2 separate regions of the Macaca mulatta genome follow, and region 1 is linked to region 2. The links are chromatin contacts, called in public Hi-C maps. All regions are on one chromosome and are shown on one strand. Each heading gives the region's core, a stretch centred on a gene start, on an enhancer-like site or on the middle of the called end of the contact. The rest is flanking DNA. Distances are from core to core; before and after follow the strand shown.

Region 1 (3,892 bases), core at 740-3,239, 120 kb before region 2:
TCTGCTCCCTATTTTATTTGAAACTTGGCCACGAGTTGTTCAACCTTTCACAAAGTCATGTCACCTATGACAACACCGATCTTGATATTTGAATTGCTAACACTATGTATTCACATCTGTCTGCATTTGTAATTCTCATTCACAAAGCCTCTCCATAGAGGTGGAAGCATCTTACTGCTTCGTTTTGTTAGAAGACAAAGAGAGTTGTGTTGTACCATTTACCTACTGAAATACATATTCATTATAAATTACTTTCCTTTAATTTTTCCTTTATTGTACAATTAGGACAATATATTGTTGCTGGGTTTTTTTTTTTTTTAATTTGTATAGGTAGGTAATATTATCCACAAATTACTTTTCAGGATAGTAAGGGGAGTGTTAAAAATACTAGTTACAAAAAGAAGATGATGATCTGATTGGGCGGAGAATGGCTGCCTCCCCACATTGGCCCCAGGAACTTAGGTGCAGGCATGTCTGCGATGAATCAAATTGGATCTTGAGTGAATCTTCCAGATTAAGTCATATGTTATCACTCTTCTGAAAGATGGCTCTATTTTAGTAGAGAATGCAGGGTCCTATTCAGTTTACTTACAAAGCCATGCAGGATGTTCAGTAAATAGACATACAAATAACAGCAGTGAAGAACTGACTCATAGATGCAACATAAACAATCTGTTGTATGTCTGAGAAAGGCCTTGTAAAGAATTTTTTTGTTTGTTTCCATGCAACATTGATAATAGAGGAGTGGAAGCCAGGAACAAGGTTCCCTGGTTCTTCTTGTCTGCATGATCTGAATTATAATCTATAGGACTAATAAAGGTACATTTGGGATTTAGCTGCTTTGACAACCAGAGTGGCTGCATGGTAAATGTGAGGATATTAAGGCTCCTTTCTCTCCTGTCTCACGTGCAACCTTTGGGGGAGGTTCTAAGAGTAGGGAGGAAGACTGGACATTTGGTTTGTGAATATACAGGAGAGGTAGATGTTTGGTCTTGACCAAAGAATTCTGTAGCTCTAGTTTGCTCTTCAAAGCTGTTCAATGCCGCCCTACAGGTTTGCTCTATGGCCTGCCAGGGGCACACGGGGCTGCCTGGGAGCACTTCCTCTCCACTTGCTTACTTCATTCTGCCTCCTCCAGATCTCAACTCCTGTCACTTTCTCAGGGAAGCCTGCCCTCAACCCACCAGTCTGGTCTGATTCCTTTGTTGTGGGTTCACTTCAGAAGCATATTTTCCCTTGAGATCCCTTATCTCAGTTTGTAATTACATTCATTAGCAGAGACTATGTGGTTTATGTTGGCATCTTCTGAGAGCAGGTATCTTATTTATGCTCTCTGTTTATTCCCGTGCCTAGCCAGTGCCTAACAAGGTAGGGACTCAGTACATAGCTGTTCAATGAATAAGTGTTTGCTCCAAATTCCAGAACTATCAACAGTTACTATGCTTACGAATATGACCGTTGTGTCTGCAGCCCATGGTGTTTGACAGCTGTCATCTATTTACTGAAGAGCTTGGTAACTTGGGGTTTTGTAGAAATCAGTAAGGACTGGTGGGAACACCCAAAAGCCCCATCAACTTGGTGATTTAGGACTGCTTTGCTTCTCCAGGAACTCCACTCCACCCCCACCAGCAAAACCAAACCCAGGGTGTTCGAATTTAACAATAGTATGTGTGTGTGCACGTGTGTGTGTGTGTGTGTGTGTGTGTGTGTGTGTGTGTGTTTAGCTGGAAGATGGCTGGAGAACAAGGTGGAAGGGTCAGAGTTTCGGTTCCCTCCACCCATAAATGTTTGAGAAACACCCTCTAAAGAATCCACTGCCTCCTGGCATTAAACAAAGAGAGCATCGGAATTGCAGTCCCTGGCGAGGTGGGATCGTCGGGGCGCTGCCACCATCTGATTCTGGGTTAGGGGAAGGGGGCGTGACCCCGTCTCCCCGGTTAAAGTGGACGGGGTGTGAGTGACAGCCTTTCCTGCCCCCTCGGGGTGTGTCCCCGCGGGCTTCCCCACCCGTGTGTGTCAGACCCATCAGGGAGGCCCGCGATCCACCAGGGGTCCGGGGCCGGCCGGGCGGGGCGCCACGTGCAGGTGCGGAAGGCAGGCGGCGTCCCGGTGCGGGCGCGGGGGCAGCGCCGGGGGCCGGGCTGCGCGGCGCGGCTGCGGGCGGCAGGAGGCAGCGTCGGCCCAGGCGGCGGGCGGCGAGCAAGCCAGCGCGCGGTGATGTCAGTGGCGGCCCGGCTGGCAGCAGCCGGTACTTCCTGTGGAAAGGCGGGCGGGCTCGGCTGCAAACCCCACTAGCCAGTGTCAGCCTCTCGGCGGGAGGAGGTGGCGGCGGAGGAGGAGCAGGGGGAGGGCTGTCAAATTCGGGAGCCAGATTTTTTTCCCTTCCCCTGGCAATTCCTTCCGCTTCCCCGGCTCCCGGCGTGACATCTGCGGGCCGGGGACCTGCATGTGTGTGCGCGCGAAGGAGCGGAAGAATGGCAGTGCTCAAACTCACCGACCAGGTAGGGGGCGGCGGCGCCGGCGGGCGGGACGCGCGGGCGCAGGGCGGCGCGGAGCCCGGCGGGGGGATGGGGGCGCGGCTGGAGCGCGCCCGCGAGCTGTTTACTCACGGCGAAGGGGAGGAGTGTGCGCGGCCGCCGGTGCCTCCGAGAGCCCGCGGCGGCAGCTCCCCTCCGCGGCGCCGTCCCCGCCCTGGGCCGTCGGAACTGCGTGCCCGAGTCCGGGGCAGGGCCCGCGGGCGCTGGGCAGCTGGGTCGCGGGGTGCGCGAGTGCGGCGGCCGCGGGCCCGGCGGAGCCGGGGAGGGGGCCGGGGGCTCGGGGTGCTCCCGGGACTCCCACCGCGCCGCGTTGAGTGGGCGCCACCGGCCGGCGCCCCCGGGAGGAGGACGCTGCACGTAGAGGGAGAAAGGATCGCAGACTGGGACCCCTTCCCAAGCCTAGCAGGAGTCCTGCCCAGAATGCGGCTCTTGTGTGGCGGGGCTGTCTTTATCCGTTGGATGTGACATCCCGACTTCCTCTTTAGTTGCCCCAGGCTGTGTGCGTGGTGCGGGATGGGGACCCTTGGAGACCGCCCTTTCAGATCGGGCCGGTCCCTCCGAGGAGGAGGTCAAGTCGGCTGGGAGTCTCCACTCACAGGCGGTGGGCTACGGTCTGCCTGTGTCCACCAGCTTTGTTGGCTTTCCTTGCTGAGATACCACACAGGGCAGCTCTGGAGTCCTGGCTTGGAGAGGTGGGGTTATTTGCTGAATCGGATTGACAGTCCTTGCCGCAGGTCTGTGGAATGGTAACAGCCACCTTCGCGGACTCTGTTGCTCTTACATTGACACTAACAGTTACCAAACCAAGTTGCATGACAAAACTCTTTGCAGCTCTTTTCACGAAAAAAGGAAACGGCTTGCCACCCCCACCCCCACCCCCGTTTATTCATCGGTAGTGAAAGGAACTTTGTTTTGGGGTCCTGGTAGGTAGAGAGGCAATCTTGACTTTGACCACAGGGTCAGACGTGCCAGCCCTTGGTATTAAATACCTCAGACTTATCCATGGGTTGCATCTGCTGCCTTGCGTTCTCCAGTTAGTATCCAGTCAGAACATCTTGCAGCTGAAATGCAGTCCGTCACCACAATGATTTGCAATGATTTGTTCTCCCGCCTTGTAGATTCCATTTTTTTTTTTTAGCTTGTTTCCCCTAAATATTTACAGGTGTTTGGCGGGGTTGGTGATGGGGAAATCACTGAGTTAAAATTCACGTTATTGTTAAATTTAGTAGGAAGAGCAGCTGGTACTTGTGATGAATGTATTTGTTCTCACTGCTTCCAGAGCATTTAAAAGTGTAAGTTGATATCAGGATTTCCTTCACCTTTTGGTCACATACTTTGCCAACTGTTAGACATTT
Region 2 (3,922 bases), core at 1,037-3,536:
CCTGGACTCAAGTGATCCACCTGCCTTGGCCTCCCAAAGTATTGGGATTACAGGCATGAGCCACTGTGCCTGGCCTCCAGTGTCTGAATTATTTATTTATTATTACACTTTAAGTTCTAGGGTACATGTGCACAACATGCAGGTTTGTTACATATGTATACATGTGCCATGTTGGTGTGTTACACCCATTAACTCGTCATTTACATTAGGTATATCTCCTAATGCTATCCCTCCCACTTCCCCCCACACCACAACAGGCCCCGGTGTGTGATGTTCCCCTTCCTGTGTCCAAGTGTTCTCATTGTTCAATTCCCACCTATGAGTGAGAACACGTGGTGTTCGGTTTTTTGTCCTTGTGATAGTTTGCTGAGAATGATGGTTTCCAGCTTCATCCAGGTCCCTACAAAGCACATGAACTCATCCTTTTTTATGGCTGCATAGTATTCCATGGTGTATATGTGCCACATTTTCTTAATCCGGTCTATCACTGATGGACATTTGGGTTGGTTCCAAGTCTTTGCTATTGTGAATAGTACCGCAATAAACATACGTGTGCATGTGTCTTTATAGCAGCATGATTTATAATCTTTTGGTTATATACCCAGTAATGGGATGGCTGGGTCAAATGGTATTTCTAGTTCTAGATCCTTGAGGAATTGCCCAGTGTCTGAATTTCTTATGCTCAGTAAATGTCTTATGCTTAATACATCTTTGTTGAATTGAATGCTGTTTTCTGAAATGTACCAGATTAAGTTTTAGAAAACATATCTTTTATCCCTTGTTGGAGGGGGTAGTGTGTAAAGAAATAAAGGAGCTATGTACTGGGTTGGTGTCTCTGAAAGGAAATATGATATGACTGTTCTTTTGTTTTTTTTTGCAGACTTTCCCATTTTATATTATCGAATGTTTTTCAGTCTCTCAGGCTCCTCTCTCTTCCTGCTGCCTTATCCTTTCCCTTTGACATCTGTCACTGGATGTCCTTGCCATGATTTTGGGTGGGGAAATGAGAAGATGCTTCCTGGAAGACTACACTGAAGGGATTCTCTAATAGATTTTCATTCCATGTGAATTTCTGGCTGGGAGGGGAGTAGGGGACCCTCCAGCCATCTGAGGCAGAAGCTAATTCAGATCCTGGTCAACCCACTGCCTTACATTTTAGAATGGTTGCTGTAACAAGATGCCTTAGGAAAAAAAAATTGACAATGGCCAGAATGGCCAGGGCCACGAAGGTGACTCAGTTTTGCACATGTCGCTAGTCCCTCATCTGTGGAGAGGTGGTGAGAGTTTAACTGCTCCCTGTCTTTCCAAGAATGCACGTGGAATTCAAAGAAAAGAACAGTAGAAGGGAAGGAGAGGGTTTAAAGGAAAATTGTCATGGGCTTTGGAAAGGCCTGATTGTGTGAAAATTGCTTGCTGGTGTTTGGAAAGAACCCAGGTGCTAACAGATTTTAGACAAACCCAATCTGGAGTTGCCTGAATCATGAATGATTTAATGTGACTGAGTTAATCCATATATCTTGTATACAGTAGTTCTAGCCTCCTCAAATATAGCAAGAGATTGCCACCTTTCTGAGAATACCTTTCATTTCCACATGCTGATTTTGTTGTTGTTTTTAAAGAACACTTGAATTGCTTTATTTAGCTTCCCATTTGTGAGATTCTCAAAAATTAAAATTACGACTACAAGAAGATATTTCTGTAGTTATGGATCATTTTCTGCTATTTTTAAATAAAGAATACTTTTTTATTGTTGTCTTTTTTTTTTTTTATAAGTGATGCACATACCGGGTGCACCCTGAAACTGAACTGCTGTCTCTGTTTGAGCAGACAAATACATTATACTGAATATGCCTACAACCCTGAAAATCATCTTCTGGCCATTTTTCTTTTTTCCCCACAAAGCTCACTAAAGTGGTTTATATTGATTAACATTATTAAATTCACCTCTCATGTTTGAAACTACATGAATTCAATATGCAATAAGATACAGTTATACAAAGAATGTAACCCAAGCCAAGATGAGAAATAAAACCGCTATACCAATTTTTCAAAACAGGAAACTGTTGCAGAATTATATATAGTTGTTCTTTTAGTTTCACTAAAATTACACAGATTTAAATATTCTGTATGAACTAACCTCCTGGATCCATTGTCCTTTTGCCCAAATTAGCTTTCTTTAAAAGTTAACTCCCCAACCACAATTTAATTATCTTAGCTAAAGTTTAGGTTTGATCTCAAGCCATTTGAAACTAGACAGAGTGAAAAAAGCTGTGGGTAGTTGGCAGCAGATCCTGATAGAAATATGGCACTTGGCAAAGGCTGTCTGCCTTGTTTTGATTTGCCTTTCTCTTTATGGATGTGGCCTATTTTTGAAATGTTATGATTTAAATTCAGCGATCAAGTGACAAGTCTGACAAAACAGAGCTTACATCCGCAGAGGTTCTGTGGGGGAAAAAATGGAAGTGTTCCAGAACTAAAGGAAGTAACCTCAGTTTCACCTGGAAACATTAGTGTTTCAGAGGCAAGGGATTTGGGCTATATATAAAGAGTGAAGGAAAGTGGCCAAGATGCTGGGCCAAAATTGCATCCAGGAATAGAGCAGACATCAAAGAACCAAAAACTGTATCTGTTGTTTTCACCGTATCCCTGTAAGTAGCACCTGGGGAGACTGTGATTAAAAAAAGATGGGAAAGTTCTTCCCTGTGATGGCTTGGATTGTAGCAACAGCCTTCTAACTGGGTCTGTAACTCCAATCTTTCCTCCAATACTGAGTGTACACTTTGGCCAGATTAAATGTTTGGGAAAAGTCTATTCCTTTCTCTTGCTCAAGACCCCCATTCCTGTTTGTCCATAAGATTAGGTAAAGGCTGGGTACAGTGTCTCATGACTGTAATCCCAGCTCTCTGGGAGGCTAAGGCAGAAGAATTGCTTGAGGCCAGGGGTTCAAGACCAACCTGGGCAACATAGCAAGACCCTGTCTCCACAAAAAAAAAAAAAAAAATTAAAAATTCGCCAGGTATAACAGTAGCCTATACCTGTAGTCTGAACTACTTGGGAGGCTGAGGTGGGAGCATTGCTTGAGTCCAAGAGTTTGAGGTGGTAATGAGCTATGATCGCACCAAAAAGATTAGGTTAAAGCTCCTTATGCTGATGTGATGCTCCCCCGACCCAGTTATTCATTTTTCTAACTTCATTTTCTATTATTTTCCAACATGAAAGATTTACTCTCCAGTCCCCAGTCTCATCCTTCAAAATTTTGCTTAGTGACTACCTTCTTCATTTTTGTAACTCAGACCCATGCTGAGCCCCCTCAACTTTGAAAGACTGTAGCCCTTTGTTTTCTGTCTTTTGGTAAGATTATTTTATTGTTAGCTATTTTGTTGCAAGGAACTATATCTATATCTATATCTATCTATCTATATATTCATTTGGCCACTATTTGTGTAAGTATGTATGTGTATATATAGAGAGAGAATGTATCTCATATATGGCAGCTTTTTCCTTAGTGTATAATATTTCTCCATAGGGGGTATGTTGAAACTGAAGCCGAATTCTGATCATGAATTTTATATACATATTACATGTGAGAGAAAGTACTGAGTTGCAAGAATCAAGAAAACTAAGTTCTAGTCTCAACTTTGTCACTAACAGACAAATTGTTAGACTTTGTCACAGCTCCAAACAGGGAATTCATTTCCTTTATGTCCATCAGGAGATCCAGAAGAAAGGTGTAACTACATGTGTTTATGATAACCTTAAGTAGTGAAATTGCAATCTTGGGTCCCATCAAGCAGGCATGAATATTTGCAGTTACCTTTTGATTAGTCAACAAGAAATGATTTATTAGTTCAGTGAGTTATTGTCTTTATAGATTCGACTTCTGAGTACAGAGAGACTGTGACATTTTCGAGGTTGCTCAGTG

The links. A called contact is a pair of places that touch in the nucleus more often than the background predicts.
Region 1: a contact with region 2 is called in a Hi-C map of fetal cortical plate, with 2.5 times the contacts expected there. The contact joins the promoter of ANKRD44 here to the enhancer-like site in region 2. A contact is called at or near these places in 7 of 14 Hi-C or Micro-C datasets (CD4 T cells, blood, cortical neurons and 3 more).

Annotation. Positions count from the first base shown.
Region 1 is chr12:102,246,828-102,250,719 of T2T-MMU8v2.0, reverse strand. ANKRD44 (ankyrin repeat domain 44) reads left to right here and starts at 1,989. Exons shown (of 28, transcript XM_077957343.1): 1 at 1,989-2,085.
Region 2 is chr12:102,131,210-102,135,131 of T2T-MMU8v2.0, reverse strand. The region is part of intron 1 of ANKRD44 (ankyrin repeat domain 44); the gene reads left to right. Among named protein-coding and RNA genes, the nearest start is that of ANKRD44, 120 kb to the left of the region's middle. Within about 2 kb of position 2,286, at least 7 of the 40 cell types and tissues checked have an H3K27ac peak or open chromatin away from gene starts, as enhancers often do. A contact at or near this core is called in fetal cortex germinal zone and fetal cortical plate, where this site is marked.